Linked DNA regions of Delphinus delphis: region 2 is linked to region 1. The links are chromatin contacts, called in public Hi-C maps. All regions are on one chromosome and are shown on one strand. Each heading gives the region's core, a stretch centred on a gene start, on an enhancer-like site or on the middle of the called end of the contact. The rest is flanking DNA. Distances are from core to core; before and after follow the strand shown. Region 1 holds the start of ATP5F1B (ATP synthase F1 subunit beta). Region 2 holds the start of NEMP1 (nuclear envelope integral membrane protein 1).

Region 1 (6,711 bases), core at 3,575-6,074:
AGTCCCAGCCCTCAGATGGGCTTTCGTATAGTAGGTGATGTGGGGCCCAGGAATTTGCAATTTAACTGATACTTGACAACGATTGAAGTATGATCCCGGCTACCAGCATGAGTCTCCCCTAGGAACTTGTTAGATACATAAATTTCGGGCACGCGCACAGACCTACTAAATGAGAAATGAGACAGTAGAGTCCAGTGATCTGCCTTAAGCCCTCTAGGTGATTCTGATGTGTGCTGAAGTTTGACATCTTCTCTTTTAGATCTAAAAGGCAGATTCTGAATTAGTCCTGCTGAGGTATCAGCTCCATCCAATGTGACTTTTTGTGATGCAATGTTCTGTACCTCTCCATTGTCTGATAAAGTAGCTGCCAGCTGCATAGAGCTGGTAGGGATCTGGAATGTGGCTAGTGTGACTGAAAACTGAATATTTAATTTTATACTAAATTTAATCCCGTATAGCTAATGATTACCATAGATAAAGCAGAGCTAGGTGATTCTGATGCTGGTGGTTCCTGGCCCACTCACTGAAAAAAAAATTCAAATTCTTATTAATGATAGGAGGAAATCCTCCAAGAATGATACAGAATGTAAAAGCTACAAAGGAAAGTTTAAAAAGAAAATCTAATATTAAAAGTAACATGGGTCAGGAGTTCCCTGGCTGGCCAAGTGGCTAGGACTCCGCATGCTCACTGCTTAGGGCCCAGGTTCATTACCTGGTCGGGGAACTAAGATCCCACAAGCCGCGTGGTGTGGCCAAAAAAAAAAAAAAAGACATCAAAAGGTAACTGAGGTTAAAAAGTAAGTGATATACTTGAATAAAATATTTACAACATTGAACAAAGCATTTGAAGAGCACTAATCATGACAAGTCAATAGAAAAGAATGGGCAAAAGGTAGAGATAGGTAATTCACTGAAGAAATAAAAATGACAAAGTATTGTCTTAGAAATTAGGGAAATGCAACTTGCGTCAATAAAGTAATTTCATACATTTAGTATTAGGCCCTTTTTTTAAAATTTTTAGGCACATTTTTAAAAAAAAGTTTCGGCAAGGATTCTGGGAACCTGGGAAATTAGCAAAATGTTTTAGAAGGCATTTGGCAGAATCTCATTTAAATGAATATAATTTTAGGAAATTCCCTGGCGGTCCTGTGGTTATGATTCTGAACTTTAACTGCATAGGGCCCGGGTTAGATCCCTGGTTGGGGAACTAAACCCCACATCCCACAAGACTTGTGGCATGGCCCAAAAATAAATTAAACGAACATAATTTTATGCCAGCATTTTATTTCTAGGAATCTAAAGGTAGTAGTAGATGGTGTACTCAGATGTTTACAAGATATCCTTTTTTTCATTCAGTACTGCATGTAATAGCCATTTGAAACAATCCAAATAACCATTAATGGAGTAAAATAAGTTATTACACATTTTTATGGCATGAGGTGTAGCTGCAGTCAATAAAGTTAAATGTACTGACACAGAAAGTTCTCCAAAACATAAAGATTAGAAAACTTAAGCTTTCTGTAGTGTGCTTCCACTGAAGTTTCTAAAAATTGGAAGTGCACATGTTTTATGTACATGGATGGATAGAAAGTAATGGATGTGTGCAAAACGTTTTTAGTGGTTATTTCTGGGAATGAGATTTGGGTTGTGAAAGGATTTATTCTAATCCTGTATACTTAGAATTTGTTCATGTTTTACTTGTGTTAAAAAAAAAGTGGTTTGACAAGAGAATATTGAAATTTTGAGGTAGAACTTGAGTAGGATACTTACATGAAATGTCAGTGCTAAGCTAGTTGGAATTGAAGAGATTAAAGAACTCTGAAGCTAGGGTATTGATTGGATTATTTTCCTGGAATTTGAAATCACTCAAGATGATTGTCAAGAAATACGGTAGAGACAAAGACATTTTACTATTTCGCAGAGTAGTGAAAGAATGTGGAACATGACCATTATGGATGGCAGTAAAATTGGTAGGGAATTCCCTGGCGGTGCAGTGGTTAGGACTCTGTGCTTTCACTGCCGAGGGTTCAATCCCTGGTCGGGGAACTACGATCCCGCAAGCCATGTGGCGCAGCCAAAAGAAAGTTGGAAAATGCCATCTTCACCTTAAGATAGAATTCATAAGGTTTTCAGCCATGAATTGTGGGGTCAGTCATTTGGAATTAACTTCAGGTAAGAAACCAGTAGGACCAAAACATGTCAGAACTCTAAAATAGATGACATTATTCAGAAGTACTGTTGTTAAGGCCTATCTCAAACCAAGCTAATCAAGTTTATTTACTTTTATTTTAGACAGTATTACTTATAAATTTAGCAGGTTATCTGATTTCAGAAGAGGACTTGAGGTTGCTGGGGCCAAACTGACAGCAAAGAAGTTAGAAAAATCAATTTACAAAGTTGAGCATAGTGGAGAAATATGCCTCGGTAACATTGAAAGCATTTAGCGTTGCATTTTGGTACAAAGATTTAATTATAACCCAGCTGCCCAAAGAACAGTTAAATTTCCTGATAATCTGCTAAAAAGACAAATGTGTAAATACATTTCAAAAAGTGATGAGCCTCAGTTAACCTGGAAATTTAGGTCGAAATCTTCACTTTGAAACTTCGATTGTCAGTTTAAATGTTTAACGGTTAATAAAATTTTGGCCACGACCAAAATTGGTGATACAAAACCAAAGGATCTTAACACTATGTCAATAGTAAGTAAAAATACTAGCCAACACAAAGACAGTGCTAACTATGTGCCAGACGCCAGACATTGTTCTAAATGCTTCTTTTCACATTGTAATGTACTTAATTTTTGAGACGCCCTTATGAGATTATCTCATAATGAGGAAAGTGATATACAGAGATTTTAAACTTAGTGAGTTTAGTAAGTGGCAAAAACAAGATTTTAAACCCAGTCTGGGACTTCCCTGGTGGTCCAGTGGCTAAGATTCTGTGATACCAATGCAGGGCGCCTGGGTTTGATCCCTGGTCAGGGAAATAGATCCCACGTGCCACAAGTAAGAGTTCACATGCTGTAAATCCCTCATTCTGTAACCAAAAAACTCCCGTGTGCTGCAACTAAGGCCCAGCACAGCGAAATAAATATTTTTTAAAATTAAAAAAAAACACAATATGGCTCCAGTAGCAATACTCTTTTAAGTATCTTATCCTATCTATAGAAACTTCAACTCTAATAGTCGAGGGAGGCAAGTGAAAAATATATAGGTCCCTATTAACTGGGATGCTGCCCAGCATAATGGGAAGAGCACAAATTGCAAAACAAAAATGTATATCCTGCATCCATTGAAAGTACCTTTGACCCCACATTACCGTGGAATGAATTCCTAGTTGCCAAACCCAGTTCTTTACAGCCCTTATTTTATAGAATGGTTATGTGATTTATACTATTGACCACTTTCTCTTTAACATTCTCTATTTTTGATTCTTATACTATGTTCTTTGGTCTTTTCCTTATTCCTCTGCTGCTTCCTTACATAGTTTATTTTTTTCTACCTGCCCCATACATGTTGCTGTTTTCTTGGGTTCTTTCCCTCTTACTAGGCAAGATTACCAAAGACACTTGAAATTTAACATTCTCTTCTATTCCTGCTTTCTCCTTTACATTCTCTGATAGTTCTTGCTGTCAAATAGGAAACTTTCACTATCACGCATAAAAATGAGAACTAATGTGTGCTGGCCAGAGAAAGTCTGGGGAACTAGCTTCATGCTGAACTACTCCATTTAGCCATGTTTGTTCTAATAGATTAAGGGTCTCCCCCACCCTGCCCCCAAATACCTTGAATAAAGTCAATACTATAGAAAAGGATGTCCTGTTTATTTTACCATTTTTCATGCTCAAGGACCACACACCTACCACTGCCCAGCCTCCGCTCCCATCTGAGACCCTGAGAACTGGTTCTGGCTTCTCTCTATACTCATCTCTTTACTATCTTTTTTCCCTTTCTCACCTCTGACCTTCCTCACCTACAGTTCCACAAAAGGAACATGCTGTTTAATGCAAATGTGTGCTTGGAATATTCTTCCTTCCTACTTTACCCTAGGAATTCTACTGATGTTTTGCGACCAATCTATCAGCCTCCTCCACCTAGAGACAATTCCTCCTACATTTCTAGATGACCCAAATTTATCCCCTCCTTCTTCCTCCATACATTTTACCCTATACTAACCAGGACCCATCACACTTGATTGCATTTTTTACTCATCTGTCTTTCATTAAAAGAGGTCCTAAGTCTTACTTATCTTTGCCTCCTCAATGCCTAGCACACATTTGTTAAACGACTGGTTACATGAGTTTCTTTGTAGCTTTAATTCTGTCTGGATTCCTGACCTATCTGAAAGCTTCCAATCTCGCTAATTAGAAAAACCGTTTGCCCCTAGAGAAGGATCCTAACAGACAAGGTCAGTCAGTGGTGCTTCACGACACCACCACTTCCCTAACCCCGCCCTTGAGACTGTCACCTAGCTCAAGGTCCTATCTAAGGAGAGAGCTCAAGGACAGCCAGTTACAGCCAAAGGGCTTCCCCACAGGAACTCGGTCCCTTTCCTAAACGCAGTTCCGCCAAGTACTCTCTCCAATTGACATCCCTGTTGTCCAATTATGTTTCGAGGCTCTGAGGGTTGCACCTAACCAGACACTGTCCAATAAAAAAAAAGCAATTCAGATTAGCACCAATTTTGGCCAATGGTTGAGAAGATGAGAGGTTATTAGCCTATAGGAGCAGCGCTGAGAGTGATGAGCAGCAAGATCATCCAGTGGCCATGCCTACTGCAGGGTGGGCCTCGCCCCCCAACTGTGGGGAGTTGGAGGCTAGACTGCTGCAGGGATCAGTCGCCACCCGGGCTCCGCCATGTTGGGACTCGTGGGTCGTGTGGCCGCTTCCACGGCCTCTGGGGCCTTTCGGGGACTCAGCCCTTCAGCGCCGCTACCTCAAGTCCAGCTCTTACTGCGGGCCGCTCCGGCAGCGCTGCATCCTGGTAAGTGCCGTGCTTTAGGGGCTGGGTTCGTTTCTGCCGTCCCATGACCTTGAGCCTGGGGCCGGTAGTCGCTTGGGCCTAAGGGATCTGTGGTGCTAGAAGGACGCCAGGGCCAGCGCCCTGCCCTCTAACGGCGGGAAAACAAGAACAGGACCGATCTAATTCCGTCTCATTTTGGAAGGGGGCGTTGTGTGACGGAAAAGTGTGGGCAGGTGCATTGACCTTCCCGTGGAATGGGGGCACCGAGCCCTCGAATAATGGGGTTTTGTGCAGGAGGATGGGAAGATGGTGCAGGCTCTTTCTCCGCTTCCAGTGCGGCCCTCCCTCTGGACCCGCCTTCCGTGCAAGCGGAAGGAGGTCGGGCCTGGGCTGTATTAACCAGTACTTGCAAGTTATGTCGGGGTTTCCGATGACCTTTAACTGTCCTAACCCCAGCTGCTTCCATATCTTTTTTGTCTGTTAGCCAGAGACTATGCCGCTCAAACATCTCCGTCGCCAAAGGCAGGCACCGCCACTGGGCGCATCGTGGCGGTCATTGGTGCAGTGGTGGACGTCCAATTTGATGAGGGACTGCCACCCATCCTAAATGCCCTGGAAGTGCAAGGCAGGGAGACCAGGCTGGTTTTGGAGGTGGCCCAGCATTTGGGTAAGTAGAATGTGTTAGGAATAGTAAAGATCTTGTTTGACCGAAATATCCCCCAAAACTAAGCTGTTTTCCTTCTATGATGATTTTATCAAAATGACTTTCGTTCTTCTGAGTTTGCTGAAGCCACATTTACGTACTGAGAAGGAGTCTTGGTTGACTTAGGTGTTCAATGCCAGTTACACTTCATTAAATATCATGAAGCCAGTATGTCCTGTATAACCCTGCAATGCTTTATCTGACAGGTGAGAGCACAGTAAGAACCATTGCCATGGATGGTACAGAAGGCTTGGTTAGAGGCCAGAAAGTCCTGGATTCTGGTGCACCAATCAAAATTCCTGTTGGCCCTGAGACCTTGGGTAGAATCATGAACGTCATTGGAGAACCTATTGATGAGAGAGGTCCCATAAAAACCAAACAGTGAGTATCCCCCTCTTGTTGCATCTACACAGAAAGGAACTGTTTTTCCTAGCAGTTTTATACATTAAGGTGACAGCCTCTACTATAGCAGAATTTTCTTGCAGAGAATACTTAAAGTACCAATATATTCATTTATTAAAACCACACAATGCAGCTTCTTCTGAAGAAAATTAATGATGCAGAAGTTCTGATGGTAAAAAAAAGAGAGAAAAAATCAAATTGCTACTTAGGGCCCAAGTTGATTATTTCAGTTCATTTTAATACCAGTGGCCTTTGTATTTCTTGTTGGTATGTGAAGAAGTGCTGTTAAGTTAGGGCTCTGTAAAAGGAAAACCTTATGGCAGTTAAGGTTGTCAGGGAATGGGATTGTTGCTTCCTGAGGTGATGAAATCCCCTTTATTGCAGAATATTTGGGCTTGATGGTGGGTGACAGTTTTGTCTAGAATGTTACTTAAGAGATGAGATTATGAGTACAGAGTTAGGCTTGAGAATTGAGAGGAACTGTTTAATAAGAAGAATAGACACTGATCTTCTGCCTTTACAGATTTGCTGCTATTCATGCTGAGGCTCCTGAATTCATGGAGATGAGTGTTGAGCAGGAAATTCTGGTTACTGGTATCAAGGTTGTGGATCTGCTGGCTCCCTATGCCAAGGGTGGCAAAATT
Region 2 (6,624 bases), core at 156-2,655, 300 kb before region 1:
CTATGTGCTAGGCATTCTGCTAGGCCCTCACTGTGTAAATCATTTAATGGGAAGCGCCTGATGCGCAGAAAGAACCCAGGCTTTGGGGTAAGACTTGGGTTGGAACCACAGCCCAGCCCAACGAATTATGCAATCTTAGGCAGGTTCCTTTGCCTGTCTTAGCCTTGGCTTCTTCATAAATGAAGCTATTTATCTCACAGGATGTTGTGAGGAATAAAAAAGTTTCTCTTAATATTCACATGCATTTTGCTTCCAACAAAAACTACCCTATGACCACATTTTAAAATTAATTTATTTTGTCTGTGTTGGGTCTTCGTTGCTGCGGGGGCTTTCTCTAATTGCGGCAAGCGGGGGCTACTCTTTTTTTTTTTAAAGAAACTGCTTTTTATTTATTTATTTGTTTATTTATTTTTGGCTGTGTTGGGTCTTCGTTTCTGTGCAAGGGCTTTCTCTAGTTGCGGCAAGCGGGGGCCACTCTTCATCGCGGTACGAGGGCCTTTCACTGTCGCGGCCGCTCTTGTTGCGGGGCACAGCTCCAGACGCGCAGGCTCAGTAGTTGTGGCTCACGGGCCTAGTTGCTCCGCGGCATGTGGGATCTTCCCAGAGCAGGGCTCAAACCTGTGTTCCCTGCATTGGCGGGCAGATTCTCAACCACTGCGCCACCAGGGAAGCCCCGTATGACCACATTTTTAAACGTTAATGTTTATTCCTTATAAAACTGTCAACACAACTTTCTGTCACTTCCCTTCTAAATCATTTAGGATTTTGGAGGACACAATGTCTTAAGTTTCCCACAGTGACAAGATCGTGGTGAAAAGAAAGGAAACAGAGGGAACCTGAGCCAATTTCGATGGAAATATCAAGTTTGGTAAAAAAGAGTTAACTCCGGGGCTTCCCTGGTGGCGCAGTGGTTGAGAGTCCGTCTGCCGATGCAGGGGATAGGGATTCGTGCCCCGATCCAAGAAGATGACGTGCTGCGGAGCGGCTGGGCTCGTGAGGCAGGGCCACTAAGCCTGCGCGTCCGGAGCCTGTGCTCCGCAATGGGAGAGGCCACAACAGTGAGAGGCCCGCGCACCGAAAAAATTTGATTTTCTATTGGTTAAGCTTACCATCAATCGCGCCAGTTGTAAATAAACTGGAGACGGAAGCATGTTGTTAAGGGGTGGGATCTTCCTGTCGCCATTGCTAATATGAGAATCAGTTTTCTAATAGGCTGAAAGCTGCTTCTTTCCGCCCTCGCGCATCAGTTGCTAAGAGGCGGGACTATAGGGTCCATAAAGGACTGAAGACTCGAAGCCTCGCCCGTCCGATTGGTTGGTAGGGGGCGGGTCTTGTAGCGGATAGGCTGCTGGCCCTGCCAGTTCCGGGTTAGTTGCTGGGGAGGGGCACGTGAGGAGGAGGTGGCGTGAGGAGACCATGGCGGGAGGAATGAAAGTGGCGGTCTTATCTGCAGTTGGTGCCGGGCCCTGGAGCTGGGGGGCCGGGGGCGGTGGTGCAGTGCGACTGCTCCTGGTCCTCTCCGGCTGCTTGGTCTGCGGCTCAGGTACCGCCCGGCAGCAGCAGCCGAGGGAGCGGGTACCGAGGGGTTATATTTAGAAAAGTGGGGAGCGTCCCCAGGGCGTGGGCCGTTATTCTGACGGGCGCGGGCGTGGTGCGAAGGAAGAAGCTTCATCCTTGGCGAACGGGCGCCGGCACTGAGGGACCAGGGCCCTGGGGTGGCCTGCGGGAGCTACCCAGAGTGGGGAGGAGCTTGAAGCCTTTTTGGCGGAGACGGGGAGGCCTGCATTGGGTGAGAAGCGGTCCTGGGGGCTGCATCCTGCTGCATGGGCCTCCTCGATTTTTTTTTTTTGTTGTTGTTCAAAGGAAGGTGACCCGAGGACCGAATGGACAGGCAGAGCTGCCACTGGGAAGGGAGCATACCGTTCATTCAGAAAATTAGCAACACCTGAGCGTATGCTGTCAGGACTCGGCATGGGTGGCTGAACAGATAATTATAGTTCACTGAAATGCAGTGAGCTCTTTCAGTATCTTACGCCTTTGTAAGATCCTGGCTCCAACCGGCCCTATAGAACCGACCTGGAGCCGTTAAATTCCCGTTTCCAAAAACGCTAGTCAGTATCGAGTAGTTTTCTTTTGGAAATTTATTCATTCCTCAAGCAGACTTTCTTGATGCCTGCTACTGCATAATTGGCTCTGGACTGGGATGAAATTGTTTTCCTTTAACGCTCTAATTCAGAAAACCTAGACTGTGTTTGTAAAAAAAAACCTCCTTCTACCCTTGTTAAGTGCACAACAGAAAGATAAGCGATGTTTCCAAGCTTCCACTGGAGGGAGTAGAGACTCATGGGGCTAAGGAGAATCGTATCTTGTAAACACATATGCTCTCTCACCTTTCCGTCGTTTGCTGCCTATCTCTTGCTGTCACTTATGATTATCCTTAGCTGCAGCTTTAAGGTTATCTCAGGATCCATAGAACTAGTTTCAAACTGCAGCGTCCTTCTGAAACGGTTTTTATAGGGAGAGGGGAATAGGTAACCAAGAAGGTACTTTTCCAGGGGCAGGGCCCAGAGTAACATTTGAAGGGCTACATATGATCTGAATGAACTTTGACCAGATGTTTAACCTTAGAGGCTGTGTATTGTGGAAATGAAAGAGAATATTTATATCAAAATGCTCCCACGTAGTCCGTGCTCTATCAGCAGGCTCAAAGTTTCTTTAATAAGGAGAGGAATGGGGACTTTTTGGCTTGGAGAAGGGTAAACTTGGGATACGTGTTCTTTGTGGCCTAATAGATCATGTAGGTGGCAGCTACAAGGAGACAATCATGTAATAGAGTAGAACTTTCTAAAAGTGGGATCTACCTAAAGAGAGAATGGAGTACTTCAAAAGGCAGGGAGTTCTTTTAGACCATTTGGCAAGTACAATTAAGTATAAGGAAGTAGAAAAATCACTTACTGTTTATTCCATTCAGAGGCAGTCCGTTAAAGCACGCTTTCTTCTGGTCTGTTTCCACATGTTTTTAATTAAAATTTTTTTTTGAATTGATAATATATTCATAAACTTGTCAGCACTTCAGTTCTCTTCCCTGGAGGCCACCAGTTGCTGCCAGAGATAGTTTTCTCATATGGTTTTGTAGCATAAACATTTTCCTATGTCATTTAAAATTCTTCATAAATGTTATTTTTAGTTTCATCCTGTGGACAGATTTTTTTTTTTAGGATAGATTCTCAGAAATGGATTTATTTAATCAAAAGTGAAAATATATTTAAGACCCTTGAAACATCTTGCTAAAATATTTTTCTGAAAAGGTGTGCCGGTTTATACGATTATCAGCTATATTTGCTTGTGACCCATTCCCTTGCCAGCATTGGATATTCCAGACAGAAACACCTTTGCTAATTTGATAGATTGAAAGCGGCATCTTAATTTACTTTGCATTTCTTGCATTATTTGTGAGGAAGCATCTTTCAAATATTAATTAGTTATTTAATTTTCTGTTTAGAGTTTACATTTTTTGGAGAGTGTGTCCTTTGCTCTTGGCCTATTTATTGTGATTACTGTTTATTGGGATGTTTGTGTACTTTTAAAATCAGTTGATGAACTTTTTAATATTTTAAGGATGTATATTTTTATAATCTATTTATTACAGAACTTTAATTTGCCCCCTTTATCTTTTTAAATAGAAGATTTATATTTTTTATGTGATCACTTGATTTTATTCTTTAGATTTATTTCCATTGCTTTTGTACTTGAAGATTCCGCCAAAATTAAATTTTTGTATATGTATATTTTGTGGTACAATTTAATTATTTTTCATTTTACTTTTTAATCAGCGGTTAATGTTAGTATTTGGTGTGAGGTGAGTATCTAGATAGATTTTATTTTCCAAATAACTAGTCAGTTGTACCAGCATCACATTGAATAATCCTTTGCTAAGCCCACTAATTTAAGATGCTAGTTTTTAAGGAGCATTTTAAGATGCTTTTAAGTATGAACTGGATTACCTCTTGACAGAAATGAATAGAGGCTATTTAAGAATTAGAAGAGGTGGTTTTTCATAAATTTTTAGGGTCTTTTCTGGTCCTCACATACTATGAATCATTTTCATTACCTTCTACCAGTAGATGTTAAATGATCAGTGTTGTTGATTGATGAATTATAAGTAAATACGAAGTTACTAACTTTTAAGTAGCTGGTTTATGGGAAAATACAATAAGCAAGTTGTGATTCACTAAATTCCAAGGAGGCATTTTCTAAGAAGAACTAGATCTTTGGGCTCAGAAGGCATTTTTTAAATGTTTAATTTATTGTGCTTTTTAACATGCTGGCTAACTCACTTTGGGGAGGGGAAGGAAAGTGTTGTGTATGTCCTTTTGCTATGGGAAGCACAAGATTGTAACATGAGCATTTTGACAGCTTGTATATATTGAAGGTAATTGGTGTAGTTCTATGTTTTTCTAATAATTTAAGCTATAGCTGGAGTGGTGATTGTTTGCACAGATTATCCCCTTAGGCTGATTTGGTGTGTTTTCCCTCTCAATGAATTTCCAAAGATATGGCTGGCCAAGGTGCTGATTTCTGTAGGAGATTGGTGTTAGAGAGGTTTGTTTGTTTATTTACAGTGCTTTCCTTTGAATGGTGTGGAACTTGGGTAAAGGAAGGTTTAAGAAAATGTTGCTTGTTAAATTATATATTTATTTGTCCGTGGGATCTTAGTTCCCTGACCAGGGATAGAACCTGCGCCTCCTACAGTGGAAGCACGGGAGTCCTAACCACTGGACCGCCAGGGAATTACCCCCAAAATGTTGCTTTTTATAAAAGTTTTATTCCTTTAGGAAAATGACATTGAAGAATTTTAAAATTGGTTTAAAAATACTGATGTCTGTTCTTGGCATTAAATTTTTCAAATCTCCTGTGCTATTGACATATTATTTGTATCTTACTACCCTCTTGAAAATAATAATGGGCTTAAAGAGATGTTGTGTTATATTACTTGGTGCTGTGGGAGAAAGGAGTTAATAAAGTGTGACTCTTAGGTTTTTTAAAATTTATTTGTAAATACACAGTTTTAAACTTTACATAATCTTACTCTCTTACAGTCTCCAGAAGAAAATAAACTCTTGATCCATATTTGTGAGTGGGTGTTCTTTCAGTATATTTGGGCTTCCTAGTGAAACAAATGTCAATAGGATTTTGAAAGGGTTTCATTTTATGAAAAATAGGCTTGGAGGAAATCCAAATTACTATTGAATTAAACCCTAGTGAGAGATTGATAGATGAGGTTCAGGACATACTACTCCAAAATATGGCACCTTGGCATATTGAATATTTTAAGCTGAGGGAGTTTGAGAAAACAGCAAAGCCGAAAAGTCACTCTGACCTCCCGCACTTTGCCCTCCTTCCTTGAAATAGGCCATGAAATCCTCATGTGAGAGGTGTCCTCCCTATACCTGGAGGAAAGGAGCATCCTTGTCTTCGAAGACAAAGGGGCATGAAGAAGAATCCTAATAAACAGGGCTTGCTCAGTTTCCCCCACTTTACTACACTTACCTCATACTTAACCTTTCGTTCCTCTGCAAATGTCCACTTTTCGTCAAACCTAGCATAAAAGTACGTGGGTCTGTTTCTTTGGGTCTTTATTTCCTTAGAGGTTTTCATGTCACATAAAAGATATGAAATAAATTTGTATGATTTTCTCCTGTTAATATGTCTTTGTCAGTTTAATTTTTGGACCCAGCCAGGGACCCAAGACGGTCAAGGAAAACTTTTCCTCCCCTGCAATATCAAGACTGAATTTTAAAATATTGAGATATAATTCACATACCATAAAATCCACCCTTTCATTGGTCTTCCGTATACAGTTGATCCTTGAACAACACAGATTTGAATTGCATGGGTCCACTTATACGTGGATTTTTATTTTCAATAAATACATACTATAGTACTACCTGATCTTTGGTTGGTTGAATCCACAGATGCGGAACTGTGGATCTAGAAGGCTAACTAAAGTTATACGCTGATTTTTGACTGAGCAGAGAGGTGGCATCCCTAACCATGGTTGTTCATGGGGCAGCTGTATTCACAGTATTGTGCAACCATCACCACTGACTAATTACAGAATTTTTTTTAATAGATTTTATTTATTTATTTATTGGCTGCGTTGGGTCTTCCGTTGCTGTGCGTGGACTTTCTCTAGTTGCTGCGAGTGGGGTCTACTCTCTGTTGCGGTGCAAGGGCTTATTGAGGAGGCTTCTCGTTGCGGAGCATGGGCTCTAGGTGCACAGGCTTTGGTAGTTGTGGCACGCGGGCTCAGCAGTTGTGGCTCGTGGGCTCTAGAGCACAGGCTCAGTAGTTGTGGCACACGGGCTTAGTTGCTCCACGGCATGTGGGATCTTCCAGGACCAGGGCTCGAACCTGTGTCCCCTGCATTGGCAGGCGGATTCTTAACTACTGCAGCACCAGGCATCCCCAGAATATTTTTATTACTCCAAAATGAGGCCCCATACCCCTTAAAGGTCTCTCCCCATTCCCTTCTCCTCCTAGCCCCTGACGACCACTGATCTACTTTCTGCGCCTTTGCTTATTCTGGATATTTATATAAATGGAATCATTTAATATGTGGAC

The links. Hi-C and Micro-C count contacts between places; a contact is called where the count stands out from the background.
Region 2: a Hi-C map of muscle shows a contact between it and region 1, with 4 times the contacts expected there. The contact joins the promoter of NEMP1 here to the promoter of ATP5F1B in region 1. A contact is called at or near these places in 2 of 3 Hi-C or Micro-C datasets (lung and muscle).

Annotation. Positions count from the first base shown.
Region 1 is chr11:44,362,926-44,369,636 of mDelDel1.2, reverse strand. It overlaps ATP5F1B (ATP synthase F1 subunit beta), which reads left to right and starts at 4,824. Exons shown (of 10, transcript XM_060025023.2): 1 at 4,824-4,983; 2 at 5,447-5,629; 3 at 5,872-6,046; 4 at 6,591-6,711. The coding sequence starts at 4,857. It overlaps LOC132434627 (small nucleolar RNA SNORD59), which reads left to right and starts at 5,700; the gene lies at 5,700-5,774.
Region 2 is chr11:44,657,238-44,663,861 of mDelDel1.2, reverse strand. NEMP1 (nuclear envelope integral membrane protein 1) reads left to right here and starts at 1,405. Exons shown (of 9, transcript XM_060026288.1): 1 at 1,405-1,543. The coding sequence starts at 1,417.